Regions from separate parts of the Mus musculus genome. Here all the other regions are linked to region 2. The links are chromatin contacts, called in public HiChIP or PLAC-seq and promoter capture Hi-C maps. All regions are on one chromosome and are shown on one strand. The core of a region is the stretch at or near the end of the contact, and the rest is flanking DNA. Distances in the headings are between cores, read along the strand shown. Region 1 overlaps Ctse (cathepsin E). Region 2 holds the start of Slc41a1 (solute carrier family 41, member 1). Region 3 holds the start of Ctse (cathepsin E). Region 4 holds the start of 4833413N01Rik (a long non-coding RNA gene).

Region 1 (7,331 bases), core at 4,182-6,681, 170 kb before region 2:
TCCACAGAAGAGCATGCTGGGCACAGCTCTACTGCTATTGTTGCTAGCAGCATGTACTACTGACCTGGGTAGTATCAGTCAGCAGTGGGAAATGTACGCCTGACATCTGAAATTCAAAAGCTGCCTATCTGTGTTGACAGCAGGGGTTTCCATAGAAATAAGATACTGGAAAAAGCAGCCATCAAAGCTGCCTTGGGAAATTTTCCTTTCCTGTGGAAACGATTTTATGGCTAAAGCTAGCTTACAACAAATGGTTATATCCAGAGATAAACATTTTCTGTTATTTTGGAGTTTGATAATTTCATATATACTTCACGTGGAATCGACCCATATTGTCTATGTTCTTGTTGCACCAACATAAGGCAGGATGCAAATGTGCTCCACTCAGGCAGGGCGTGGCCCTGTGTGTCCCTCCTTTCCTCCCACGGAAACACCTTCCACATCCTGGGGGGGGGGGGGAGGTAAACGTTAAAAGTGAATGATCAGCTGTGAGTGGTGATTTGCATAGTTTTTTTTTTTCCATTGTACTTTTGCTTTGACTAAGAACCCCACTAGGTAGCTCAGGCTAGCCTCAAGATTCCTGTTGGCCCGCTGCCACAGCATCCAGAGTATTAGGGTTATAAGCACCCACCATCTCACCCAGAACATCTTTGTTAAGGTGGGCAATCTCTGCAATGAATATATCTTGAACTAAGAGGGAGACAGAAGAGGAGAAGCAGGAAGAGTAAGAAGGAAGCCACGGAGGGAGTTCCTGCCCCACCTGCAGGGTTGTCCGGCCTCCCTGAGGCTAAAGATGGGGCAATTGGCCTGGGAACTGAAGAGGACAGGGCCACAGGACAGAGCTGAGAACTCTGAGAGAGCTGGAGCTGAGCCTGAAAAAGGATTCTCCTGACAATAGAATACAGCCTTTAGATTCCTCTCCCGTCCTGAGAATGCCTCCCTCCTGTGGCTGCAAAATTCACTTAACTTACAGCGCTGACCTTTCCAGTAATGTCTGCTGTCTCGTAGACTGCTAAAGTGGCTTGGAAAAAACTACTCTGGCATGTGATGAACAGGGGGTTTAGATCATCCCTACTTTCCCAGAATTCTATTTCTATAATGTCACTTATGTCCAGGTCACGCAGCATCTGAGCCTCCTCAGAATCACTTTGTTTTAGCTCAGCCATGTTCATTAAATGCAAAACACACAGGCACTGTAACGTAAGAGGGAAAGACATCTTTAGGACCTTGGAGAGGATCTGCCACTAAAAGGAGCTCCAAGTCCTAGACCCTCCAGTCCTCCACTGAGTCTGACCTACCTTCTCATCACCCGACAGATACTTGAGTCCATTTTTCTTTATCACTTTCTACTTCTGTCAGTTCGTATGAAGAGATCACTGGATCACCTGGAGGGGGCTGGGCCGGCATCTGTGCTCCACTGCCCACCCAAGCCTCCCACAACTTTCCTCTGTAGTGAAACTGTGAGCCCACTCCTGACCGTTCCCGTCCCACATTTTCGGCCCCCACTGTCTTCATCGCAGATACTACACAGGGCATTATCCTGTCATCCTGCTCGGTGAGAGTCTCAGTCAGACTCAGCTTTGCCTGTAGGAGAGGGCCTCTACATTTGTTCATTCTTCTGACTACAGGACAGTAGTCAATACCTTTCTTCTGTGCCATCAGGAAGGCAGGTGGCAGCTTCGGGAGCCCCCAAGAGAAGTACAAGTCAGCAAAAGCTGACTGAGCAATCAGCATTTATTAAGTGCTTACTGTATGCTCCCTGCTTTGAAAGACTCTAGGTCTAAACAGAGATTCACATAAACTTCCCTTGGCAATTTCCAAAAATGCTGGCGTTCTTGGGACTCTCTTGTCATCCGGATTAAGGGCATTTTTGTCTTTTTTTTTTCCTCAGGCATGGCTCCTATAGTTCGTAGTGTCTTGGAAGTTGGAAGCTACCAAAAATAAGCATGAGCAAAATAAAAAGACCTTTGATTCTGTTATATTGACCCAAACTGTTACCTTTGAGGTTATATTTTTTTAATTTAGATTTATTTATTTTATAGTGTGCGTGTTGTATGTATGTATGTATGTATGTGTGTGTGTGTGTGTGTGTGTGTGTGTGTGTGTGTATGTGCACCACCTGTGTGCCTGTGAAGGTCAGGACGGGGCACTAATCCCTTGGACCTGGAGTTACAGGCACTTGGCCGACATAGGTGCTCAGGGCTGAGCTTGTGTCCTGAGTTCTCAGTTGCTCTTCAGCCCAGGGGCTTTGTCTTCATACAACAATTTCCACTCTTGCTTTCAGCTGTACGGTGCTAGACACGGCTCTAGACTACCTTTGGGTAAGCACTGAGCAGCAGGCACGCACCAGCTACTGATAGAAATGCTAACAGACAGATTTCCAGAGCTTTGCAAACAGTGGATTCCAACCCTTTTCCTACCCCACATGAGAACCAGGGATCAAAGGGAGAAACATAAAAGATGTGTTCCCTAGCCCACTTTAATTTTCATTTTCTATTTTATTTTTATTTATTTATTTACTTATTCTTGAAACACAGTTTCTCTACATAGCCCTGGCTGTTCCAGAACTCACATGTAGACAGGTACATTAAACAAACAACAACAACAAACTCTTCAAACCCAAAAGATTAGTAGTGACTGAATCTGTAACTTGGCCTAATTGACCAAAATCATCTTTACTTGACATAAAACTCATTGAGAAGAAATAATGACTTTGGGATATTTAAATTTACCCTCCAGAGATCTGGAACAAGAAATTGTAACACATTTGGAAATTTTATCCCTATGGCCCTTCTTAGTAGCCACCAGCAGATACGTAAAGAAACATGGGTGTGGTCCGCAATGGGGAACAGGTGTAAGGGCTCAGCCTTTGAGTCTGCTGCAGCTGTAAAACACCCTGCTGAACTTGGTGTACTCTAAAGAGGGAACAGGCCATCAAAGCCATGAAGAGGGGCCCCAAGGGCCACCCACTTGGATGCCACTTTAATGAAGCAGCTACCTGGCAGGTTCAGTAAGCAGGCCGACCCTGTGCCAGGCTTCTCAGCAGATAGCAGGGCTCTCGAGTTGTTCTACTTGTCAGTTGTCAAAACCCAGATCACAGCTTTTAAGGGCATTCCAGCAAGAATCCATCTGGAAGCCGCCTCCTGAGTAAGCAGCTATCAGAAGCCCCTAATGAACTTGAGGTTTTCTGCCCACCATGTAACACGAATCATGCTACCCAGAATGTAGTGCCAAACACATTCTACAACATTAGGGACATGAAGAAACAGCAGGTTTTCAGGTTTGGGTACCTGATTTTCATTTTTTGGTGCTAGGGATCGAACCTGGGGCCTTGGGCATGCTTGGTAAGTACCCAACCACTGAACTGTAGTCCCAACCCCACCTTTCCATTTTTCATTTGGATACAGGGTCCGATTAAGTAACCAGCAGGCCTTGATCTTTCTATATTCCTGTCTCAGCTCCTCAAATAGCTGGACTACCAGCTCACAACACCAGGTTGCTGCTGTTTATAAAATTTATTTATTGGGAGAAGGGGTAGTACACACCCATGCCACAGTGCTTGTGTGGAGGTCAGAGGGTAATTTGAGGGAATCAGTTCCCTCTTTGCGCTATGTAGGACCTGGGAACTGAACTCAGGTCCTCGGGCTAAGCAGCAATAACTTTCACCTATTTGGCTACCTCATATACCCTACCACATCGTTTTTTGTTATTGTTTAACATATTCTTATTGAGAAAAACTTTCTCTAATTCTAGTGGTAAAGAATTAGGGACCAAATGTGATTCCCCACTCAACAGTACGACCACAAATTGTAAAGGTTTTTTTTTGTCTCCAGAGGTGGGAAGTTATTTGTCCCAGGCTTAGTAAGCTAGGGATGGTGCAGGACTAGAAGGTGAGCCAGTGCTCTCAGACCCCAACTAGCTGCTTCCCCACCGTCTCAAACTCTTCGACACTTTAGGTTCTTCTTCCCAATCCAGATGCAGGCATAGCAGATGTACCAATAGCGGGAGAGGCAGTGCAGACTCAAATGCAAAACGGAGCCACATGTTTGCGTTTGGACCCTCTAGTGGTATGGCTACTGGAGTTTTCTGAACATCAGTTTCTTCATTTGAAAAAGTAGAGCAAACAATGCCTTGGAGATATATTTATCTTAACAACATTGCACAGGCACACCTGGTAGCCCAGATGATCTATTAAAGATACCTGCCCCCAGGTACTGGAATTACAGGGGCTGGCAAGATGGCTCAGCGCTTAAAGGTGCTTGCTGCCAAGCCTTATTGATGACTTGAGTTTGATCCTTGCTACCCACATAGTGGAAGGAAAAATCCAACTTCCTCAAGCCAGACGTCTACAAGCAAGCTAAGGCATATATGGACATCACACACAAACACACAGACACACGTACACACATACACACACACACACACACACACACACACACTAATAAATAAATGAATAAATGAATAAATAAATAAATAAATACATGAATTTTAAAAAGAATGACCGTAAGCTATCTAGGTGAACAAGTGAGTACTTCCTTTACGGGATGAAGGAAGAGGACTCTGTTTACTAAGGGGTATGTCAGATAATTTTGATTGACAGCTTCAATTACATAAAGCCTTTGCTCACTATGCGTGTCTCTTCCCATAATGCATCTAATGTTAATCATATGTATGCCCAACTATGCATAAACATAAGAAGGTAAATAATTTTTTTCCCAAAAGTTCACTCAGAGGGCACAACTTGCCTTATTGCACCTCACTGATTTGACTTTGAAGTGAAAACTCAAAGCCCACTCCCACCCCCCAGTGACACACCTCCTTCAACAAAGCCACACTTAATCCTCCCTAAAAAATCTGCCAGCTGGGGACCAGACATTTAAATACATAAGCCTATGGTTACCTTGATGTTTAAGGTTAGTTAGACAACGCTGAGATACCTACACCTGAATTGTGCCTACTGAAAAATAGAGGGGCCTCAGTGATCCTTTTTCTGAAATTAGATAAGCGAGATTATGCACCCCAGCCTGTAAATAAATAACCGATGTCTGCCAAGACCTCCATTTGGAGGCTTTTCCACAGGGGAGTTTGTTGAATCTAATCAGATGCCTGTCTCAGCATCTTGAAACAGACATAATCTTAATCGCTCTTTTGAATGTGATTTTCTCCTGTAGATGGCCCTCCCTCCCTGACTCAGATAGCATCTCACTGTGTAACTCTGGCTGGCCTGCAGCTTGCTATGTAAACCAGACTGCCCTCATACTTGCAGCAGATCCACAGGGGTGCTCCACCATGTCCTGCACACACTTCCTCTTTTATAACTGAAGAATCTGAAACTCAAAAAAAAAAAAAAAATCACAAGCCGTTTGGTAGGACTCAAACGCTGCTTTGTCTACATTCAAGCCTGTAAGTCACTGTGCAAGAAGGATGGCACGCATGCGCGTGCTGGCAGGTCGCGGAAGCATCGGGCAGGAAACCTCCATGGTGCCTGCGCCCTCTACTGGCGACGCTGCTCAATTTCTGGTCTAAAAACCAATGTCCCAGAATACAACTGGTGGTGGTTGTAGTAATAACTCAAATTGACTGAGTTCGTGACATGGGGAGATGCTGGGGAGGTCAGAGTCTTCTGATTTCCAGTTGCACGAGAATGGGCGTCTTGGGAAAAAAAAACAAAGAAAACAAAGCTGTGCAAAAAATGTGTTTCCTGCCAAGTTCTCTGTTTCTGCATTAGACAGATGAAGGAGTAGTTTTGCTTTTTTCATAATTCAGAGAGGTTTGCAGATGTAATTTTTGCACCTACAAGAAATACAGTAGTGAGTCTTCCTGAGCATTTTATTGAAGGCAAGACAAAGAATAGTTTTAAAAACACATAATGAGGAGACACATACTGGGTACCTTGGGTATGCAGTGAGACCATGTCTCAAAGAACAAGCACATCTTTATGAACGTGAATGAGAACATTTGTTACCACACCAGGCCCTGTACATACCTTTTATTCTTCCAACCTTGCAAAACATCTGCCATGGCAGAAATTAATCTCTCCCTCTTTCTTTAGCTTCTCTATCTCCCTCTTTCAGAAAGGGGTTCTAGAACATAAGACCCTCTAGAAGAGTGGTTCTCAACCTCCCTAATGTTGGGACCCCTTAATATAGTTTCTTGTGTTGTGGTGACCCCCAACCATAAAATTCTTTTTCATTATCATTTCATAATTGTAATTTTCCTGCTGTTAGAAATCATGGTGTTATGAATTACAACGTAAATATCTGATATGCAGATGTATGGCTCCTAAAGGGGTTAAGAACCCCTACTCTGGATCCTTTAGTACAGTGCCATGGTTAGGAACATCAGCTTTAAAGTTAGGCCAACCTGGGTTTGGAATGGGGTTACAGCACTGGCACGGGAGCCATCCTGGGTCTCCATTTCCTCACGTGTGAAACGGCTTTAAATATCCTCGAAGGATTGGCGTGAGGTCTGAAGAAATACTTCTAAGTCCTTTAACATAGCATCTGAGACACAGCTACGCCCTCCCCACTGTCTCTTGTTCTCATTATTCAATTTAACCTCTTCATTTTAGACATGAGGACATGAAGTTCTGAAAGAAATTGCTTTATGGCCAGGTGGTCAGTTAGGGCAAAACTAGGTGGATCCAAGCATCCTGGGCCAGTCTCTCTATGCCTTGCCACCTACTGCACAGTGGATTTTCCTTTATCCCTCGGCTCTGAGCAGAAAGAGGTTAGGACATTTTCTTAACTCCTTGTCAGGGTCATTTTGAGCTGATGCTATTGCCAGAGATGGAGACAGGGGCTCCTGGAGTGTAGCTCCCTGCCATAAGGAGCCAGCATGTATCCCACACCAGACCAGCTGACTCCCATATAGCACTGTGCAGCTGCCCCTGTCATTATTTTATCCTTGTCAATCTGAAACTATAAAAAGAGAAGCTAATTAGGTAATGTCACGTGTCACCACCAACAGCTTCCCCACATTCTGGGAACTGTCAAACCTCTGCATGCAGCCAGCCATTCCTGGAGAGCCCTCTTGTCGAGGCTCCTTTGCACGTGCTGAGACTGGATGGCTGCCTACATTGTGTCCTTTGCCCCATGTGCCAATTTCTAATGTTCTCTATGATTTTTCCCAGAGGTCTCACACACACATAGACCCTCAAATGCTTAGGGGCTTTTGATCCAGAAATGGCTCGCACCATCCTTAACAATGGTCCACAGTAGTTTTCCGTTTCAGTCTGGGAGGATCCAGTGAGCCAGGTTAGGTGAGGTTCCTGGTGTTTCCAGAAAGGACAGAGCCCATCAGCTCTGATAAAAGTCCCTACAGGCCTGCTA
Region 2 (7,687 bases), core at 1,745-4,244:
CTGAGCGCTTACTGTGTGCCAGGTGCCAGAGGTACAGAAGTGGTTAAAACATGAAGGCCATAATCCTGACCCAGTGATCCTGGCCCTTCAGGATATCCCAGAAGAATGTCTTCTGCGCTCACAGACTTAAAGAAATATTTGTAATACCTAAAGCTAATGAAGGACTCATATCCAAAATATATGAACTCCTAAAAAAAAAGTCAAAAAGCCAGGTAGAAAGTTGATAATACTTAAAAACGATCCAAATGGCAAAGAAATGTGGAGGAAAGGTGCTTAATCTCATTAGCTATCAGGGCAATACAAATTTAAGCCACAGGAAATACCATTATATACCCACTAGAATCGCTACTCTTTTTTTTTTTTTTAAATGAGTCAGAGTTTCATCATGGTAGCCTTGACGGGCCTGGAACTTATTATGTAGACCAGCCTGGCCTTGAACCCATAAAGATGAACCTGTCTCTGCCTGCTCTTAGGTGCTAGAATTGAATGACTACAACTTTAATCTTTTCAGATTGGTGATACCAGTGTTGATAAGGCTATGAAACAATAAGGCATTTCTAGCAAGAATATAAATTAGAAAAAGCACGTCAGAAAATTGTTTAGTAGTGTTTCCTAAAGCTAAGCATTTGCCTGCCCTATGATCTAGCCCTGTTCCAATGTGCCAATTCAGGCTGGGTGGCACATGCTTTTAATCCCGATGTTTGAAGGCAGAGGCAGAGATGGAAGCAGAGGTACGCAGATCTCTGGGAGTTTGAGGCAGCCTGGTCTGCAGAGTGAATTCTAGGTCAGCCAGGGCTACACAGAGAGACTATGTTTCAAAAACAAAAAGATGCCATGGCAGATTCATAAAATAACAATACCTGGAAACAACTGAAATCTGCATCAACGGATGCAAATTGCCCTGTGCTCGCTTAGTGACATCACGCTGCAATGAAGGTGAATTAACAAATGGTACTGGGGTTGGGGATTTAGCTCAGTGGTAGAGCGCTTGCCTAGCAAGCGCAAGGCCCTGGGTTCGGTCCTCATCTCTGGAAAAGAAAAACAAAACAAACAAACAAAAAACAAATGGTACCATGTGTGATGTATGAGTAAGAGAAACTAAGCACAGAATAGTAGTGCCTCCTGAGAGGTTCTGTTATAGAAAGTCCAAGCGCTCACAGACAAAATGAACAGTGTCAGACAGAGGCCACCCTAGGGAAGAGGGTGAGAGAGTGACCAAGGGAGCTTCTGGGGTGGCAGTAATGACTGAATTCTTCCTTTTGGTGGTGGTTTCATCAGCCTGTTCCCTGTACCATAATTTGGTGGTCCATACTCTAGGTTTTACGCACTTTCCCATATGTTCAGTTTACTTCGACTAAAAAGAAAAACTTTTCAAGTAGATAAAGAGTATGGGGGTGGAAATAAGAGAAGGACAAAGATTTTGTTTTTAAGTTGCTATTGGATGAAAGTTTTTGGCCTTGAGGCAGAGTCTCAACTGTATAACTCTAACTATGAGGCACTGTCTCTTGGTAGACCCAGACGACCTCATATTTGTAGAGTCTCCTGCTTCTGTCTCCCAAGGGCTAAGACTGCCAACACTCAGGCAGCCATATAATCAGTCTTAGTTTTCCTCTCAATCTATACTCATTGTGCACAAAAACTGGTCCTTCTGGCGAAGACCTAGTGTTGCCCAATCTAGGAGTAACTTCCATATCCAAACATAGACTTGGCTGTGAAACCAAAATTGGAGTTCAACTACAGTGACATTTGCTGGGCCCTTAAAAAATATAGACCTTTGATATCCTAGCAGCGGAGCTGAGCCCGGGGTTGCTGGATTAGCAGGTGGGGACAGGTTTTTGTGGCTACATTTGTTATCATTGTCCAAAGGAATGGCCCTCTCCAGTTGCTGTTGAGCATGTGTGCTCAGTAGCCAGCACTCTTTTTCTCTCCTATATACATCCTATCCTTATTCAACGGTCTAGAGAAATGCTCAATTGCCCCAAGGAACCTTTCTAGGGAAGAAAGTGACAGGAAAGGAACCTCTGGTCATAGGCTCTATGGTCTAGAAAAATGCTCAGTTGCCCCAAGGAACATTTCTAGGGAAGAAGGTGACAGGAAAGGAACCTCTGGTTATAGACTCTACCGATGAAGGGGGAAAGGCTGGAAATGGGAGTTCCTTTATAGGGAGGTCACATCCCCTTCACAAAAACAACCCAAAGAGAACTAACTGGTACTGATTTTGGATTGATGAAGTGAAGACACCCCAGGGAGGAAGTGGCAAAAGCGAGGATGAAAACACTTTGATTCCACAAGGTGCGTCAGGGAAAGTTGGCGTTCATTTCGCCCGGGATGGAGACTTCTCTCCCACGGGGCCACGATTGGGTCAAAGGAAACCCCCGCTCCCCTCCGCCCTTACCTCATTGGTGTGTGTAGCCCCAGCCATGAGTCTACCAAATTTTCCCTCCAGTCTGCCCATCCCCACCCCTATCAAGGCTGGAACTTTATTAAGGCAGATTAAGGTTCGGTCAGTCGCCCAGAGGAACAAGGAACCTGGAAGGAGAGATGAGGAGCCTGATGAATAGGAACTGTGCCCAGGAAGAAGGTAGGGACTGGGCGTGGAGAAGGAACACGCGATGGCTGCTGCGGCCCGGGCGATCGCCAGCTGGCCGGCTCAAAGGGGTGGTTTCGGGTCTTCTGGAAGGCCCAGAGGCTCACTAGAGATAGTCAAGATTCAGGAGTACATGCGTAGCAGAACGCTCGCCTTGAGAGGCCGTGGGAACTCAGGAGCGCAGCACCCGCCCGCGCTTGAGCACCGCGAGCCCACAACACCCTCCAATTCTGAGTTCCCGTCACTCTGCTGCGTTTTCCCCCTCACCCCGCCCCCAGCTCAAGAAACGCCGGGGAAATGGGCGGGGCCTGGGCGGGGCCCGCCCCTTTTCCTGCTCTGATTGGCTGATGCAGTTGTCCATCCTGACTCTATTCTTGATGGAGGGGGGTTACCACCCGCTCTGCCCCAGATCACGTTTGCCACCCACAGCCAAACACTCTTGTCCAAGTCCGCGGGCAAGAGGCGATTGGGGACGAGCGAGCTCGGCATCTCAGGCCCAGTCCGGTCCACACCAGCCCGAGGCGGAATATCCTGATCGCCCCCCACCAGGCCACCTCCCCTCGTGGAATCGGAGCGGCGGCCTCACAGGAAGGCAGAAGCGAAATGTAGCGAGCCGGGTGTCGCGGTTGGACGCTCGCCTTGCCTGGGGGTGTAGCGGGGAACACGCGGGGGCTCGAGGAGGACGGCTGAGGGGGAGGAGTGATGAGAAGAGGGGGTACCCTACATCCCCCAATTCCGCGGGCCCCTGCTACCACTCTCCAGGCGCCCTTTCTCCCCAGCAAGGCGCAGGTCAGTGTTGTTGGGTCTGGGAGGGAGGGAGACGAGGGCGGGGGACTCCAGGACGCAGTGCTTTTGCAGTCTTGAGTTGCCGGGAGTCGGCGGAAATCAACTAGGCACTCCTCCTCCCCACCCCTGTAGTTGGGGATACCTAAACCGGGCTTTTTTGTCCATCCCCGCTTGGAAAGGAGACGCGGCTTCCTAGAGCCTGAGGCCCATCGGTAGTGGCTTTACTGCTGATGTAGTTGAGAGACTGGCCTGCTCCCCTTGCTAGCCCCCTTCCAGGTCAAAGTGGCCTGCCAGAAAGACGGGAGGGAGGGGGCAGTCAGGTTTTAGCGAAGGAACTCAGAAACTTTGCTGGCTCGGGGGCGGTGGACTCAGACTGAGTGTTTCCTCTTGGCTGACTAGTGAGGATCTTTGAAAACAACGGTGCTGTGTTAAGGTGGCTTGGCTGGTGACCGAGTTAGTGGAAGACTCATAACTTGGGCCCTAGAGTTTGATTCTGCCTTAACCAAACTGGAGTTGACTAATTGTGAGTGTTTGGAATACTAACAGCCTGTTCATCATACCTGCAAAACCCTCTGGATTTTTTTTTTTTTTTTTTTTTACTATTGAGAGCCATGCTGGTGAAATGCAACAAGTTGGTGGCAATTCGTGGGGATTCCTTTAAGCTAAGAAAAGCAGGGCAGGCAAAGACAGACATGATTTGGGAGTAAATGCATATTAGCTTGTGACACTTGGATTTGCCTGACTTTGTTTTTCTTTCCTCTTTCTACACCTTTTACCGATGATATTTTTGTTTTTAAGAGTTACACCATGTCTGGCTGTCAGTAACCCGAGAGGAAAGGGGGAAGGCCAGGCAACCAAAAATGTAGGAATAAACAGTAGCTTCACCCTCTGTCTCTTCAATCTAGTTAACTGCCGGGTCCTATCTGACAGGCTCACAGGATCTAGCATAGAGAGAAGTGTAAATGCAGCCTGGACCAGGGTTTAGCCTGTGGTTTCTGTAACACTCGACTTTCAAGGGCAAGAGTAAGAAGGAGGCCTCTGGTTCTTGGCCTTGGTCTTGGCCGGCTTGCCCTGCCCCGGTTGCCTGGGGAGTTCTCCTGGCTTCCTCTCCCATCCCAGCAGGGGGCTAGGACAATTAGAGGTCTAGGGATGCTCCCCTCAATGACCAGCCTCTCTGTTTGCCCTGTCTTGCTGTTGCTGTCTTGTAATAAGTCACTCAAGAAGAGTGAATGCGTAGGGAGTTTGCATCTGAATCTGTAACTTTACTGATAAGGGACTATACTTAAGTAATACTGAGTTCTTATCAAGATCCGAGAAAACAACTAATCACATCCCTGCCCACCCCAGGTTGCTCAGGAGGCAATGCCAAGGTCTCCTATGAAGCATCCTCCTTTTGGGTGGTGGTTTGCTGGCTGGGAATCTGCTGGGAATAGAACTCACTGCATCTCGACATGAAGTGGGGCAGGACAGTGTAATTCTAGCAGGAAAAGAACAGCTAATAGCCACCCCTGTAACACCACATGCTCTGCAGATCATCCTAGTAGGAACTGGTTTTTGCTATGTACCAACATTCATTCTCCCCCCCCCCCCTCTTCTTTTTGTCCTTCCTCCCAACGTAAGGTGTTCCACACCAATTCTTGTGACTTTAAGGACCAGGCAACTGAGAAAGTACAAGATCCTCTCAAGAAGGGAAGACATCTCTGGGAGAGAGAGGAAAGATAGCAGACACTGGGACCAGCTGAGCCCAGCCACGGTGCTGTGAGAAGCTGAAGCCACCCAGCAGGAGTGAGAAGAAACCCTGGCCTCAGATTGAGGCTTCGTTCTCAACGATCTGAACTCATTCAGCTTTTCCCAAGAGAGGGCTGCAGCATCAGGCACTCCAGACTCAGGTTGAGCTCTTCTGCTCCTGCTCTGAGGAGCTGGCCACTGAGAACCAAAGATTGCCCCTGGCACAACACAGAGCTGCTGGGAGCAGGCACCCACTACCCATAGAGGCAGCTGCTGCATCTGGTGAGGACTTTGTTTCCTTCCAGCTCCAGGCTGCATTGCTTGATGGGGCTGTCTTTTGGTAGATCAGTTTTTACAGTGCCCGGTAGGAGTGGAGAGCCGTGGGAAGAGGTCTTGCGGCAATCAAGCCTGGGTTCACCCCAAGACTAAGTTCTTTCCCAAGTCAGAGTCGAAGAGAGAAAGAAAAATAAATAAATTCTCCCCTCCTCTCCTCCCTGCCTGTCATGTCCTCTAAGCCAGAGCCAAAGGACATCCACCAGCCGAATGGTACTGGCCCTACTCCTTCTCCCTGTTCTTCGGATGGCCCTGGGCGAGAGCCCTTGGCTGGGACCTCAGAGTTCCTGGGGCCTGATGGGGTGGAGGTGGTAGTGATTGAGTCCCGAGCTAACGCCAAGGGAATTCGGGAGGAGGACGCCCTACTGGAGAACGGGAGCCAGAGTAACGAGAGTGACGATGTCAGCACAGACCGGGGCCCCGCGCCACCCTCTCCGCTCAAGGAGACCTCCTTTTCCATTGGACTGCAAGTGCTGTTCCCCTTCCTACTGGCAGGCTTTGGGACTGTGGCAGCTGGCATGGTGCTGGACATTGTGCAGGTAAGACCTGAGGAGGGTGTCCTCTGCTCACAAGCCCTTGCTCAATACCTTGGCCTTTGGGGAAACTGACTCTTAGAAGTTCCTCTCCACTTCTGTGTCAGAAGCAGCTGCTGCTTCCTAGAATACTCTTTCCCTTTGGATTACATCCTTGGTTTCATCGATGTCTCTGTTACTTACTGCAGAACCTTCAGAGAGGCCAAGTAGCCCCAGGGAGGTGGTCAGAGCAGTATTGCCTAACAGTAACAGATGTAACTCCAGAGCTCAGCCTCGGGGTGGGAAGAGAGGAGCAGGCCTGTTGCTTGCTATGCCTCCTCAGTGCTGTTGATTCCAGCTCAGTAGGAGACATCTAGATAGGTCTCCTCTTTACGCCTGCTTTCCTTTCTCCAGAGGTTTCAAGGATACCAATGATAGAACACTCCTTTTCAAGCCTCTCCTCCATTCCCCCGCTGGGCAGGAATTTACTCAGCTGTCAGGAAGGGTCTCAGACCCAGTGAGAAAGCTCTTAAGGCATTTTGTATTGCTGATCTTTGTGCATCCTTGGCACGGTCTCCTTGGTGAGCGAGGATGGTTTGGGAAGGTGGTATAAGATCTGAAGAAGCTCTAAGTGTCGTGGATGGGAACAGAATGTAACCAGACCTTAGCAGGAGCGTCCCTCTCTGCTCCTCGTCTGTCACAAACATGCTCTGGGCAAACAGGAAACTTTGTGAGGATACTGGATAGACAAAACAGTACGAGTTGGTAGGACACCTGGGAACTAAGAGCCAGAGCAGGGGCAAGCTGTATTTAGTGCATTGTGAGTCAGGACTTACCAAGAGCCTCCAGGTTGGAAAGAGAAAAAGTCTTGTTTTGAAGTTAAAGCTTTTGAAGCTCAGTGACACACACACACACAGCTTTCTACCAGTGCTAATCAGAATATGTCTAGTGCTTGCTAAATGCTGGCTTTATCCTAGGTACTCCAAAGGACAGGGGCAGAAGGAGATTGGTCCTTGGGGACCACTCCCCCCACCCTGCCCCAGGGCTCCCTCACTGTGACATCTCCCGAAAGGATAGGAGGTTCAGCCTCGCCTCCCTTTGTGCCCAGCTAACACTCAAGCCGGGCTCACAGAGACTGCCATGGGGGTCTCCAGGTCCTTCTCAGGTGACTGAAGGTAGTGGGCTGTAGGTGCTGTATGTAACATCCATGTAGACCATGAGGCTTGAACCTTGCAACTTAGGAAGCTTAATGAGAATATTTATAGCTGGTGAAAGTGTCTGGTGCTGCCTTCCCTCTCTTCAAACCTGTTATTGTGAGGACTGTTCCTACCCGGACTTAGGAAGCCAATCCAGAGCTTGGGGCTCTCCGTCCACCCCACCCCACCCCACCCCGCTGATTGCTCAGAGCAGGGGGAAGGAAGAAGGGGAGAAGACATGAGACTGGCTTTGTAGTCTCCCTCACCTCTCCTTTCTGAGGCCTTGGTTCTCATTCTTACCATTTGGGGGTTCTCGATGAATGCCTGCAAAGAGCTTCAGGGCTGTGGGTGTAGCTCAGTGGTACGGTGCTTGCCTAGCACGCACAAATCCCCAGTTTCCATTCCCAGCACCACAGAATGAAAACAAGGGGCCTACAGAACGAGCATCCTGTGGTGAGCCAGGAGACATTTAGCTTAGTTTCTGATAATGATGATGCTAGCATAGGTTAATGGGGGTCTTTCCTGTAAGCCTAAAAAGTAGGAAA
Region 3 (7,364 bases), core at 1,659-4,158, 190 kb before region 2:
AATTCCAACTCAATTCTTCAGAGAGTTGGAAAGAGCAATTTGCAAATTCATTTGGAATAACAAAAAACCCAGGATAGCAAAAACTATTCTCAACAATAAAAGAACTCTTGGGGAGAATCACCATCCCTGACCTCAAGCTGTACCACAGAGTAATAGTGATAAAAACTGAATGGTGTTGGTACAGAGACTGGCAGGAAGATCAATGGAATAAAATTGAAGACCCAGAAATGAACCCACACACCTATGGTCACTTGATCGTTGACAAAGGAGTTAAAACAATCCAGTGGAAAAAAGACAGCATTTTCAACAAATGATGCTGGTTCAACTGTTGGTTAGCATATAGAAGAATACAAAACGATCCATTCTTATCTCCTTGTACAAAGCTCAAGTCCAAGTTGATCAAGGACCTCCACAAAAAAAAAAAAAAAAAAAAAAAACACTGAAACTAACAGAAGAGAAAAGAGCCTCGAAAACATGGGCACAGGGAAAAGTTCCTGAACAGAACACCAATGGCTTATGCTCTAAGATCAAGAATTGGCAAGTGGGACCTCATAAAATTGCAAAGCTTCTGTAAGGCAAAGGACACTGTCAATAGGACAAAATGGCAACCAACAGATTGGGAAAAGATCTTTACCAATCCTATATCCAATAGAGGGCTAACATCCAATATATACAAAGAACTCAAGAAGTTAGACTCCAGACAATCAAATAACCCTATTAAAAATGGGGTACAGAGCTAAACAAGGAACTCTCAACTGAGGAAACTCTAATGGTCAAGAATCACCTAAGGAAATGTTCAACATTCTTAGTCATCAAGGAAACGCAACCAACCAGAGGTCCCAGGGTCTAAACCACCAACCAAGGCATATACATAGAGGGACCCACGGCTCCAGCCTTATGTGTAACAGAGGATGGCCTTTTCAGGCATCAATGGGAGAAAAGGCCCTTGGTGAAGGCTCAATGTCCCAGTGTAGGGGAATGTGAGGGCAGGGAGGCAGGAGTGGATAGGTGGGTGGAGGTACACTCTCATAGAAGCAGGAGGAGAGAATGGGATAGGGGGCTTCTGGGGGGGATAGGGAAAGGGGATAACATTTGAAATGTAAATAAAATATCCAATAAAAAAAAAGAAAAATGTCTGGATCATATAGCAAAGAGACTCTGAGGCTTTCTAGCCCCTGGGCTAGAAAGTTTAAGGTTGGGGATAGGGTATGCCAGGTAGGATTTGAGGAATGCTGGGAGAACCTGGGGGCCAGGTCTGCTTTGGTAAAATATGTACCTTGGCTGTTTGTTCCAGAGTAAGAAATCAAACACTGTAAAGGAAGCACTATTGGATCAGAGAGGAGCTACAAGCCATCTCTTCTCTCCAGACTGGCCTTGAACTCATAATCCTCCTCCTCCTGTCTTCCAAAGACTGGAACAGTTGTTTCCAACTGTGATGACAAGAGGAGGCACTTGCCTTTGTTACCTTGGCCTGTTCCAGGTAAGAGGGTTCTAGGCACACAGGCATGCTAACAGGCCATAGAGTCCTTTCTCCTTCAGTGAGCATCTGAAATCACTGGTAAGAAATGGGCCTCATCATGTCACCCAGGATAAAAAATTAAAATAAAATAAAATAAAATAAAATAAAATAAAGGTGGGGAGGGGGCAGAACCTGAGTAGACACAGTGTGACCAGGACAATTCACAAAGCAGATTTCAAAAGTCCTGTGTGGCCTGAGATCTTGTCCAGTCTGACTTATGTCCCCAGTACCTAGTCAGTGCCTGGGATGTAACGGGTCCTCAGTAAATGCCCTGTGAGTGAGTGAAGGGCAGGACTGTCACCTGGGATGCTGTCACTGGGGTGCTGTCACCTTTCTTTCCTCAGGGTGGCTGCAGAGGTGCTCCTAGAGGATTTGGAGCAGAGCAGAGGTACTTGGGCATGCCTTCTCAGCTCCGTGTGATGAAACACTTCACCACTTCTGAAGCTTGAACATCTTTCTGGCCAGGCAGTGGTGGCACACGCCTTTAATCCCAGCACTTGGGAGGCAGAGGCAGGCAGATTTCTGAGTTTGAGGCCAGCCTGGTCTACAAAGTGAGTTTCAGGACAGCCAGGGCTATACAGAGAAGCCCTGTCTTGGAAAACAACAACAACAACAATAACAAAACAAAACAAAACAAAACAAAACAAAACCGGCTGGCGAGATGGCTCGGTGGATAAGAGCACTGACTGCTCTTCCAAAGGTCCTGAGTTCAAATCCCAGCAACCACATGGTGGCTCACAACCATCCGTAATGAGATTTGACGCCCTCTTCTGGTGTGTCTGAAGACAGCTACAGTGTACTTACATATAATAAATAAATAAATCTTTTAAAAAAAAAAACCAAGAACATCTTTCTGGTTGTTACCCGCAAAATTTCATTTCTCCAAATAAATCTCCTGTGTCTCTTGAAGTTGATTATGGAGCCCATTTATTGACTGAAGTTGTCTTAAAGAAGGCTTTGACATGTTCAATTCATGTGGTAGCTCATTTACAAACAGTCAATGGTTGCTTTGATATTTGGAGTTCGAAGAACATCTGGCTGTGAGCATTGTGGTCTCCACTGTGACCTTGGCACCTGGCCACAGCTGGCTCAACAAAAAACAATCTTGTGTTTATGGAAATAATGTCCTCTACTGCCTCTGCACATCCTTTATTTATTTTATTTTTATGGAGACAAGGTCTCATGTACCACAGGCTAGCCTCGAGTCAGTATGTAGCTGAGGCTGGCCCCAAATTCCTGATATGTCTGTATCCACCTCTCACACAGGGGAATTAGAGACATGCACCACCATGCCTACCTTCCTTTACTTGACTTTAAAGTCTGTTTCCTGTTTATTTGAAAGAGCAGGCACACTTCCTGTAAGTGCCAAAAAACTGTATGCCCGTCTCACAACTTCATTTGTTCCTCAGAACTGCAGATGCCCTGTGTGACTCCAGAAGCGGTTAGAAAGATCAGGCGTGGTTATCTCCATTTGCAGCTGAGGTGGCCAAGAGATAAGAGTTGCTTAAAGTCGGAGTTAGCAAACAACAAAACGGGGTTTCCACACAGAGCTCAGCTTCGGAGCCCAACCCATCCACTTACTACAAGAAAACGAAATTCTTGACATTTTGGGTTATATCCGGTAACTTCAAAGGTAAGTGGTTTATAATCTTGTTACAAATTTTTCTGGGAAATGACAATCTCATGCTTTAGTTAACAAAAATCCATTTATTATGATAATTTCCTCACAGGTAAAAGTGAGCACCTCCTAAGAAGGCTGCCATTTGCTTGGTTTGTAAGATTGATTTTCCTACGGGGAGCTTTGCGTAGGACTTTGAAGTTTTTGTTTTATTTGCTTGGTTGATTTTTTGAGACATGGTCTCACTAGGTAGGTCAAGCTGCCCTCCACTCTTTATTTAGATGGTTTTAAAATCCCTACTACTATTTGTGTACTGATGAAATCGGAGGTTTTGCAATAGAAGTCATATTGTCTGAACGGTGCCTTTCAGTTCCTGATTTAACTCTCTCTCTCTCTCTCTCTCTCTCTCTCTCTCTCTCTGTGTGTGTGTGTGTGTGTGTGTGTGTAAGACTTTTATTATGGCATGACTTACTGTCATTAATGTTTATATAATGTTCTACATCTGCATGTTATTTCTAAATTAGAGTGTACTGTACATGAGCTGCTAATTGCATTATAGCTGTTAATAATGCGTTGCTAAAGGAAATTTCTTCAGGACAAAGATAACTGCTGATCCAGGTGTGGAGCTACACACCTTTGATTCCAGCACTTGGGAGGCAGAGGCAGGTGGATCTCTGTGAGTTCAAGACCACCCTGGTCTACATATCGAGTTCCAGGCTCGTCAGAACACAGTGAGGCACTCTCTTAAAAACAAAACAAAACAAAACAAAACAAAAAAACCTACTGGCAAAAATTTCATAGCATATTACTCATTTCTGTTATAAACTCGAGAGGGAACTGGAAGGAGGGCTCCATGGTGAACACTGGCTGCTCTTCTAGAGAACTTGAGTTGAATTCCCAGCACATATATGGCAGCTCAAACCATCTGTAACTCAAGTTCCAGGGGACCCAAGACCCTCTTCTAGCCTCCCTGAATACCAGGCACATGCATGGTACACAGACACACATGCAGGCAAGACACCAATGCACATAAAAACAAAATCATTTTAAAATTAAAAATAAATTCTAATATAAACTCTTATATATGTACATTAATTATATATAATATCTTAATTATATATTATATACACATATTATACATTATATATTATATGTGCACTAGTATATACATTGTATATAATATACAATATATTCTATTTATTTATATATAATATATTTTTACATTATATACTCTATATATATATATATATATATATATATATATAAGATTTATGTTGTTTCTTTCAAGAAACATAAGGAAAAAATGTTAGACTCAAAACAGAAAATGAAAAATCTGTCTGGGGAAAGAAGTGAAATAAAACTATTTGAATTATTGACTAAATGAAGGGAACAAGATAGACTGTGCAAAGAAAGTATTGAATCTGGTAGCTGCTGACATGGGTATGTCCTAGAAACAGGAGCAGAAAGTGAATTCACTTGTGGGTCTCATTCTCAACAATCACTGAGACTTTCAACAAAAGCTAGACTGTCCTCGGCCACTTTGTGGAAATACCCGTCCTGCGAGTGCCCTTGGTGAAGTTCCCTCAAGGAAGAAGTCTTTGCTCTATGAATAATACAGGTTAAAAGTCTGGGAAATAGAATAAGCAATTAATTTTTTCAGACAGTTTGGTAACAAATCACGTAGAAACTGTTTCTTACATTATGAGTTTTCAAAGAGGTCTAAGCTTTTACCATCTCCTTGACAACAACAATGGAAAATCAATCAGCTGAAAACTAGAAAGAGTCAAAGGTAAAGAGAATTTAGCACTTTTTTCCCAGTAAACAAGAAACTGAAATAAAACATCAACAGTTTAAAATTTTAAATGTGACTTTGAAATATCTATTTCCTAATAACCAGATTCTATCTGATAAGGAAAATTGGCCTGCTACTGTTATCCACACAAACACAAATCTCTTGTGGACAAGACAACATCTGTCATCCCAAAGAGTATCTCAGAAAGTCTGGAGTCAGGCTTGCTGGTACAAACCTGTAGTTGCAGCTGTGAAGGCCAAGGAAGGCCCAGGTTATAGAAGGAGTTGAAGGTCCATTTGAGCAACTTGCAGAGGCCCTGTCTCAAAATGAGTTAAGTAAGGTTGAGAATGTCGCTTTGTAGTAGAGCGCTGTATCAGAGCTGTACATCCCCAAGGACACCAAAAAGAAAAAGAGAGAGGATGAGGAAGAGGAGAACTGGGAGGAGGGAGAGGAGGAGGAGGAGGAGGAGGAGAGGAAGAAGACCACAAACATTTCAATGGGAATTTTCTTCATTTATGAATATTATAGAAAATCCATAGCATTATAATAGAATATTAGTCCAGAAAACAAATACAAACACTAAATAACCCATACATTCTGGACTAAAAAAAAAAAATCAATTGCATACACCAAATTTATTGACCAAAATCACCTTTAATACTATAAGAAATGCTAAATACCACTGTGGTTTGTCTCCTATGCCGATGGAACAATTCATTACCTTAGCTATATAAATTTTAAAAAACACAATTTTTTCCATAGTAAAAATATATATCTGGAGGATGATTATACAAATTTTTACTAGATTATCAACAAAAAGAACCAAACCTAGGCTATAGCATTTGATAGAACAGGGACACACAGCTGAAAACAAGTGTAGCAGTCATAAGAGATTTTGACATAAGTTTCCCAAAGATTCTGAGGCTGCACAAAATAATATATCAAAAAGCTGTGGGGACGTTAGTGAATTCTATCATGTCTGCCGGACTTGAGCTAAGCCTTGAAAACAGAGTAGTCAAATAAAAAATTGGAGATAGAAGGACAGAGGATCTACTTGAAACCATTGTGACTTTAAAGTCATCAGTGGCATGGGGACATCCTTCTAGGAAGCGTCAACATTAATAAGTATATAGATTCTTAAACACAAGCCAAAGCTACCGTTGAAAATGTATACTTAATAAATAGGGTTTCTCTGCTTTATTTATTTATTTTATTAGGTATGTTCTTCATTTACATTTCCAGTGCTATCCCAAAAGTCCCCCATACCCTCCCGGTTTCTCTGCTTTAATTTGCTGTAATATTTAAGTACGAATCTATGACAACTTAAACATCACGGCTTTTGTGTTTTGGCTTTTGTTAGTTGGAGTTTTGTTTTGTTTTGTTTCATTACGTTTCGTTTCGTTTCTTTTGTTTCGTTTCGTTCGGTATTAGGGATTGAACCAGGGCCTTCGGTGTGCATGCTAGGCATGTGTTTTCCCCGCGAGACTTACCTCTACTCTGTAAACGTTACCATAAGCAGAACCTAAGTGCTGATGTACAGAATGTCTTCCAAAACACCAAGGTTGAGAAACTTAGGGAAAAAAATCTTTTTTTTTTTTACCTATTTGATAAAAGCAGAATATGTATTGTCCATGCTGAACAAATGTCAACCTCTTGACATTGCTATCAACTTCTCCAAGATAGAAAGTACTAGAAAAAGAAAACTCATTTAGTCATATGACTAGCCCTTCTACAGTTCAAAAAAATCAGTATCAGACACACACACACCATATTGGAAGTAACACTATCTGGTTTTGTTTGTTTGTTTGTTTGTTTTTGTTTTTTTACTCTTTAGTCTTTTTTTTTTTTAACAGTTCAGTAATTATCTTCCTCCTGGTCTGCCCTTCAACTGTTCCTCTTCCCATTCCTCTTCCCCCATCTCCAAGGGGATGTCCCCACACCCCAACCTCACCAGACCTCTCCACTCCCTGGGGTCCCTGGGTCTCAAGTGTCTTGAGGGTTAGGTGCATCTTCTCTGACTGAGGCCACACCTGGCAGTCCTCTGCTGTATGTGTGTTGGGGGCCTCATATCAGTGGGTGTATGCTGCCTGGTTAGTGGCTCAGAGTCTGAGAGCTCTTGGGGGCCCAGGTTAGTTGAGGTTACTGGTCTTTTGTGGTGGCACATGCCAGTATGAGTTGCTGAAGGAGGCAGAGGCAGGAGGATCACAAGTTCGAGGCCAGTCTGGGCAACACTGAAAGACCCCACCATAAGGCTTAGCAAGCTAGCTGCAGTAACGCCATTTTGCAAGGCATAAAAAAAGTACCAGAGCTGGGTTCTCAAAAGTTACAAGGAAGTTCAGTTATAGATTAACAGTTAAAGATCAAGACTGAATAGCACTGGGACAGGGGCCGAACAGGATATCGGTGGTCAAGCACCTGGGCCCCGGCTCAGGGCC
Region 4 (6,607 bases), core at 1,634-4,133, 250 kb after region 2:
TTTCTTCTTCTGCCATGTGGGCTACAGGGATAGAACCCGGGTCTTCAGACTTGTCAGCAAGCACCTTTACCTGCTAAACCACTGCACCAGTTCTGTTGTGTATTTAAATGTCCATTCTTAAGACTAGTGGGTGTAGCTCATTGATAGAGCAGTGCCTAAAGTGGGTAAGGTCTCGGGTTTCATCTGTAGTCTCATCAAAGGTCTCATTAAAGACCTCACCTATGATTTTCTTCTTAAAAATTGGAAGAGAGTTGCCACCCTCTCCCATCTCTTACAAGTTCTAAGGAGGTATTTGGGGCATTCCTCTCCCCAAAATGTAAAAAACCTGGGAGAAAATATTACACAGGAATGAAGGGGTTCTAGCTTGGAGCTTAGCCTGTTCTTTTCCAATAGCCACCGATTCCGAAGCTCCTCTGACTATCCTGACTATCCAGGGCTGGTGGTCTATCATCATTCTTGTTCACTGATGCTCTTCAAGGACAAGGACATGGAGTTTGGTTCTTGCTGAGTGCCTGGATCTCCCAGTTCTTCACCATACTGAAATTCTGAGCATAACCGAACGTTTTTCTTCAACCTGCAGTCCTTTACACAGGGGTGGGAGAGGTCAGTGGGAGGGGGAAAACTGACCACACCCTTGTCACTCTCCTTTATGCCCCTCATTGCTTCCAGATTCCTTAGTGTGTAAATCCACACTGTCCAGCTTGATCTGGTTAGAATTGAAAACCTCCAAGGTAAAATAATATACTAGGAGAAACCAACTGATGCCCCCAGCTTAGGGGGTTGTCACTGGGCTTGGGCCTGCCATTATGCTTGGCGGGATCACCTAAGCAACTCCGAAGCCCTGCAGAGTCTCAGGTCTGCCTGGAACAGCACTAAGAAGTCTGCAGTTCAAGGTCAGTCAGAACACTCTGCCATTCCTGTGGGCAACCTGAAGCATGATGTCACCCCTCCACCGCCTTCAGTACAGCCATCGCCACGGCCACGTCACTGCCCTTGTGGCAGCAGTGTGGAGCTTTGGTAGGCTGTGGGGGGGAGGGGTGGTTGGGGTTGGCACAGGGCAGGTGAAATAGCTTGTTTGCCAAGAGCATTACCTTGATAGCTGGGCCACCTTCCCACACATGAGCTCGAATAGAGCAGAGGCAGGTCCTTTGCACAGGTGCGTGCGCAGAGAGCCTCTGTTACAAAACATCCACGTGAGGTCCACGTGCCCAGCCTGCCTGCAAAGGGGAGGGTGTAGTCACCACGGGTGCCAAGGAGGACAGGAGGGGTGGGAAGAGGAGAGATGAGTGGGAAACTACCTTAGAGAAAAGGAAACCACCCTGGAGAGCCTTTGTACGGGACCTGGCGTTTCACTGGTGCTTAGTATGTGCCAGTGTGAAAACCAGCAGCAGCCAGCCCAGCTTGGAGAGTCCAAAGGACTTCTGACATTGTCCCATGTGATCTCCCATTGGAAAGCAGAATTCCACCCCAAGCCCTGCAGTCACAGCCTGAATGTGTCCAGGATTGTGGCCAGAGGGGTCTCATCTGCAGGAATGGAGACCCAGTGTCCTAAAATGGCGAGAGTTGTGACTCCTACAGAGAGAAAATGTCAACAGAAGGCAGCATAGGCGCCAGTCCCCATAAATTCGTTTTGGGGGGGAGGGGATGAAGAAAAAATATATATATATATTCATTCATTAGGGAACAGAAATCCTTTCTCGGATGGGATGTGAGAAGCCAGTCCTTCTAGTTTGTGTTTATCTCCCCCTCCCACTTCTCCCCAACAGGTAACAGAGAATGACTTTGAACTTCTGACCTTCTGGCTTCCACCTCCTGAACACTAGAGTTGCAGGCATGCGCCACCAAACTTGGTGTAAACAATGCTGAGGACTGAACCTAAGGCTTTGTGTGTGCTAGGCTAGCACTCTGCCCTACTACATCCCCAGCAATCTCCAGCAATCCCCCGTGAATTCAACCATACACAAACAGCCCTCCTGGCTTGGCAAAACACAAGCGAGGCCTAGCAGCGAAAATATGTCTGAAGAACTTGCTAGAAATGTAGATGCTAAGTCTTGCTGGGAGAGAAACAAGATGAGACTCAGTGGCAGTGTCTAAGCAGCCTTCAGAGGCTTGGGGGGTGGCTGGGGTTTATAGTCAGTGGTTTGCAGCTATGAGGAGGAAGTTTGCCTCCCATAGACTTCTCAACAGTACCCATTGCTCTTTGAAAACACCAGAGATTCTGATTCTCAGGCAGCTCTCACACCCTGCAGCCGTTCATTTACCGTAGAGTCCTGTATCACCTAACCTCTGAGGGGTGCTCTGATGGCCAGTGACTTCTAAAATGATGCTCTCAGGGCTCCTAACAATGGTCTCTTTTATTCTGGAAAGTCTAGTGTGTAGGTGGTTTTGTCATGGTTATTTTGTTTGGCTTGTTTGTTTGAGCAAGAGGCCTGGATCCCAGTTTTGGGGTTATAGGTGTGTGGGGTTATAAGGTGCTGGGAATGGAATTCAGGGTTTCATGCATACTAGGCCAGTACTGACCAACTGAGCGACATCTCCACCCCTGGGCTTTGGTTTTGTTCATTTGTTTTTGAGATGAGATTTTGTAGTGTAGCCCAGAACTGCCTCAAACTCAAGATCCTCCTGCTTCAGCCTCCAGAGTCGTGGGATTATAGGCATATATCACCATTCCTACCTTTATTCTGGAAATTCTGATGTGGTGATTTGAAGATGCTTGGCCCAGGGAGTGGCACTATTAGGAGGTGCAGCCTTGTTAGAGGGGATGGGCTTTGAGAGACCCTCCTCCTCGCTGCCTGGAAATCAGTCTTCTCCTTGCTGCCTTCTGAACAAGATGTAGAACTCTCAGCTCCTCCTGCTCCATGCCTGCCTGGATGCTGCTGTGCTCCCACCTTGATGATAATGGACTGAACCTCTGAAACTGTAAGCCAGCCACAATTAAATGTTGTCCTTTATAAGAGTTGTCTTGGTGTCTGTTCACAGCAGTAAAACCCTAACTAAGACACCTGACAAGCAAGCTTATTCTGTTCTAAAAACTTGTTCTTGTTTTTTGTTTTGTTTTTCAAGATAGGATTTCTCTGTGTAGCCCTGGATGTCCTGGAAATCATTCTGTATACTAGGCTGGCCCTGAACTTACAGAGATCCACCTGCCTCTGACTCCTACGTGCTGAGATTAAAGGTGTGTGCGACCATCACCCAGTGATCCCAGGGTCTTGTATGTACTTGGCAAGCTCTCTTCCACAGAGTTACACACTTAAGCTTATTTACTTTTTAAAGGAAGTTAAACTTGCATACATTTTAATGTGTAAGTATTAAAAAAAAAAAAAAGCCCAACATTGTGAATTTTGACATGTGGACACATCCCTGTGACCTCTGATCAGATCAAGGTCTAGGATATTTCTAGAGACCACCCAAAAAGCACCAGAACACCTGTTCAATGATGTCTGTGAGAGAGTGTCTGTGTCTGGTTCCTTTTCATTGCCAAGGAATAGCTTCTTCTGTGGACGCACCATGTAGAGCTGATCTCTGAGAGTTCAAGGCCAGCCTGGTCTTCAGAGTGAGGTTCCCTGCCCCCAGTTTGATAGATATTCAGACTATTTTCAAATAGAATCCACAACAAATAGGTTCTTCTGAACACCCATGTTTTGTCTTTTGGTGGGTGGTGGCTCTCATTTTTTTTGACTCTATGCCCAGAAATGGAGTTGCTAGGTCAGAATGCTATGCAGATGCCACCATGCCTTTTCACAGTGGCTGTGCTAGTGGGAAGATTGTCCTGGTTTACTAATGTTCCCACAGCCTTCTCAACATTTGTCCTTTAGGGTCATGTTAATGTTAACTATCCTATTGGGGAACAGTGGTATCTCAGGGCTTTTCATGTTCATCTGCCTTGTGTTCTGTATGGCTCAGTGCCTTCTATGCTTATTATCTCTTAGGAGGTGCTCCTGAATGACTTCTGAAGGACTTTATCTCTGCATGTGAACAACTTCAACTTCTGCACAACTGTCACATCCATGCCATATGCTGTGATATTTCAATACACACATACTGTGTTCCGTATTTTTTTTTTTTTTTGGTCTATTTGTCACAAGCTAAGATCATCTGGGAAGAGGGAACCTCAGCTGAGAAAATCCCTCCACCAGACTGGTCTGCAGGCAAGTCTACGAGACATTTTCTTAACTGATGAAGGTTGTGCGAGGGGACAGTCTATGGGTGATGCCACCCCTGGGCAGGTGGTCCTGGGTCGGATGCAAAAGCAAGCTGAAGGCTGTGCACAGGTATACATATCTTTATCCCAGCATTTAGGAGGCAGCAGCAGGCATCTAGAGGTGAGTTTGAGACCAGCTTGGTCCAAGCCAGCCAAGCAGGCTGAGAAAGCCAAAAGCAGTGTTCTGCATGGCTCTGCTTCAGGTCCCACCTCCACTCTCCTGTGTTGAGCTCCGGTACTAGCTTTTCCTCATGAGGGACTATAAGCTCTCTATTCTGTTCATTTTTTAAAAAAAAATTTTTTTTGATAGATGCTAACAATCTATTCTCTAAATACTATCTCTGAGCTTGTTTAATTCTATTACAAGTATTATATACTACATCACATTCAAATTTCCCTCCAGCACATAAGTCCAGGGCACCAATGTCCTTACCACATGAGCCATCTTGCTGGTCCTGCTCTGTAGTTTTACATTAACTTTTGTTTTTGTATTGCTAGGGATCCATCCTAGGTGACCTACATCACCACTGAATGTCACCACTAGCCCTGGGGGCACAGTTTTGCTCTCCAATTACGTATAAAACCATGGAGTGCCTTTGTCTCTTTTTGTGCATGACCTTTAAAAACTTATTTCTTTATTTTGAGATACATTGTCTCATTTATCTTTGTAGCACTGGCCAGCCAGCCTGGAATTTACTACTATGTAATCCATAGACACCTTGAATTTGTGGCAAGCCTCTTGTCTCTGCCTCCCAAGGGCCAGGATTATAAGAGTGTGGGAGCTCCCACACCCCACTGAAAGATCTGTTTTTATGTCAAGGTCACATTGTTTGGGTTTTACAGTCTTGTAATTTGTTTTGTGATGTTTGGTGTTTGAAAGAGGGTCTTGCTTTATAGCCTCAAACTAACCATCCTCCTATTTCAGCTTCTAAATGCTCCTATTAAAGGTATGTCCTTGGTTGTATGATTTGAAACCAGGCTTGTGATTCCCTCCCCTTTATTTTCTTTGCTAAGGACTGGTTTAGCATCGGGGGGTGGGGGGCTTTGTGGTGTTATATGAATTTTTGGAGTTTCTTTTTTCATATATATGAAGACTATCATTGGTATTTTTATAGAAATTACTTTTGTTTATTTTTTTTAAACAAACCAATTAAAAAACCAGGGTTTTGCATTGTAGCCCTGGGTGGCTTTGAACTCATGAGCCTCCTGTCTCATCCAAGTACTCAGATTACAGTGTGCAGTGCCATGCTGGGATTTTTGCTTAGTTTTTAAATTAGACCATCTGTGTCAGTTGTAGTTTTGTTGCTGTGATAAACATTTAAGAGAACAATCTCAAAGAGAAAGTGTTTTTCTTGGTTCACGGTTTGGGAGGTCTTTGTGATCAGCTGGCTCATGATTTGGATGTGTCTGTCTGTCTGTATGTCTGTCTATCTCTGTCTGCCTGTGGTCAGCTGGATCTGGTGCTCTAAGCCTCTGGTGTGGCTGAGCATCGTGGCTGAAGGTTGTGAGGAGCGAAGCTGCTCCCCTCATCGGAGCAGGAAGTGAGCCATTTTCCACATTTCCAACACTTGCAACTGTCTGTTCAATCTTGAGTCCATCAACTGATTAATACCTTGATAAAGGCAGAGCCCTCGAGATCCAACCACTTCCCCAAGCCCCACCTCTGAACACTGCCTTTAATACATGAACCTTCAGGAAACACATCATAACAATACCAGTCTCTTTGACAGCTACTTAGGATTTAGTTTTTGATACATTCTTGGGCTGAGCAATGACCTGCTCCAGTTTCATTTCTGTTACTGTGATACTATACTCTGAGAAAAAGCAACTTAGACAAGAAGGAGTGTAATTGGCTTCTAAGTCCTTGAATGTGGGGAAGTCAAAGCAGGAGGAACCTAATTTGCACCCTGACGGTCATGAACAGAGAGAACTAGAGCTATGAATGCTGCTGGCTTGCTTGCTCTTAGCTGTCTTCTCCTCTCTTGCTGTTCAGGAACCCCTGCCTAGGAAATAGTGCCACTCACAATGGGCTGGGCCTTCCCATATCAATTAACAATCAAGACCGTTTTCTGAAGACGTGCATACAGGCCAACTGATCTAGATAATGCCTCACTAAGGACCTTGCCAGGTGATTCAAGGTTGTGAAATTGACAGTTAAAACTCACAGGACACACATATTACAGATACCTTCTTGTATCTATAATCTGTGTGTCCTAGATTCTAGTTCAGCCATGCAGCAGGTTCCTTCCAGTTGCTGTGGAGTGAGGGTGGTACCTTACAGTCCTGGGGGATGTAACTGCTACTCATCCAAATTGAGAGGAAATAAAGAACAGAGCATACCATTCTCTGCTCTCTCTGCCTTTGGTCCTTGTCTTTCTTACGGTTTCCATGGCTGTAAAGAGACAC

What was found. HiChIP or PLAC-seq counts read pairs in DNA pulled down with a chosen protein or histone mark. Capture Hi-C pulls out chosen DNA fragments and counts their contacts.
Region 1: an HNF4G HiChIP or PLAC-seq map of pancreatic cancer cells shows a contact between it and region 2. The contact joins the enhancer-like site here to the promoter of Slc41a1 in region 2. A contact is called at or near these places in 1 of 484 Hi-C or Micro-C datasets (nephron progenitors), 1 of 115 datasets of contacts at active chromatin or transcription factors (pancreatic cancer cells) and 2 of 9 other capture datasets (adipose tissue and liver).
Region 3: a contact with region 2 is called in a promoter capture Hi-C map of adipose tissue. The contact joins the promoter of Ctse here to the promoter of Slc41a1 in region 2. A contact is called at or near these places in 2 of 39 promoter capture datasets (the HPC-7 cell line and macrophages), 1 of 484 Hi-C or Micro-C datasets (bone marrow-derived macrophages), 4 of 115 datasets of contacts at active chromatin or transcription factors (the 230-238 cell line, embryonic stem cells, large pre-B cells and 1 more) and 3 of 9 other capture datasets (adipose tissue, liver and pancreatic islet).
Region 4: a contact with region 2 is called in a FOXA1 HiChIP or PLAC-seq map of pancreatic cancer cells. The contact joins the promoter of 4833413N01Rik here to the promoter of Slc41a1 in region 2. A contact is called at or near these places in 5 of 39 promoter capture datasets (the 3T3-L1 cell line, liver and pre-B cells) and 1 of 115 datasets of contacts at active chromatin or transcription factors (pancreatic cancer cells).

What each region holds. Positions count from the first base shown.
Region 1 is chr1:131,652,795-131,660,125 of GRCm38.p6, forward strand. The region is part of intron 1 of Ctse (cathepsin E); the gene reads left to right. Among named protein-coding and RNA genes, the nearest start is that of Ctse, 18 kb to the left of the region's middle. Within about 2 kb of position 5,432, at least 181 of the 459 cell types and tissues checked have an H3K27ac peak or open chromatin away from gene starts, as enhancers often do. A contact at or near this core is called in adipose tissue and pancreatic cancer cells, where this site is marked.
Region 2 is chr1:131,825,018-131,832,704 of GRCm38.p6, forward strand. Slc41a1 (solute carrier family 41, member 1) reads left to right here and starts at 2,995. Exons shown (of 11, transcript NM_173865.3): 1 at 2,995-3,376; 2 at 4,994-5,973. The coding sequence starts at 5,605.
Region 3 is chr1:131,635,406-131,642,769 of GRCm38.p6, forward strand. It overlaps Ctse (cathepsin E), which reads left to right and starts at 2,909. Exons shown (of 10, transcript NM_007799.3): 1 at 2,909-3,152.
Region 4 is chr1:132,074,644-132,081,250 of GRCm38.p6, forward strand. It overlaps 4833413N01Rik (a long non-coding RNA gene), which reads left to right and starts at 2,884. Exons shown (of 2, transcript XR_878526.3): 1 at 2,884-2,919; 2 at 3,930-5,533.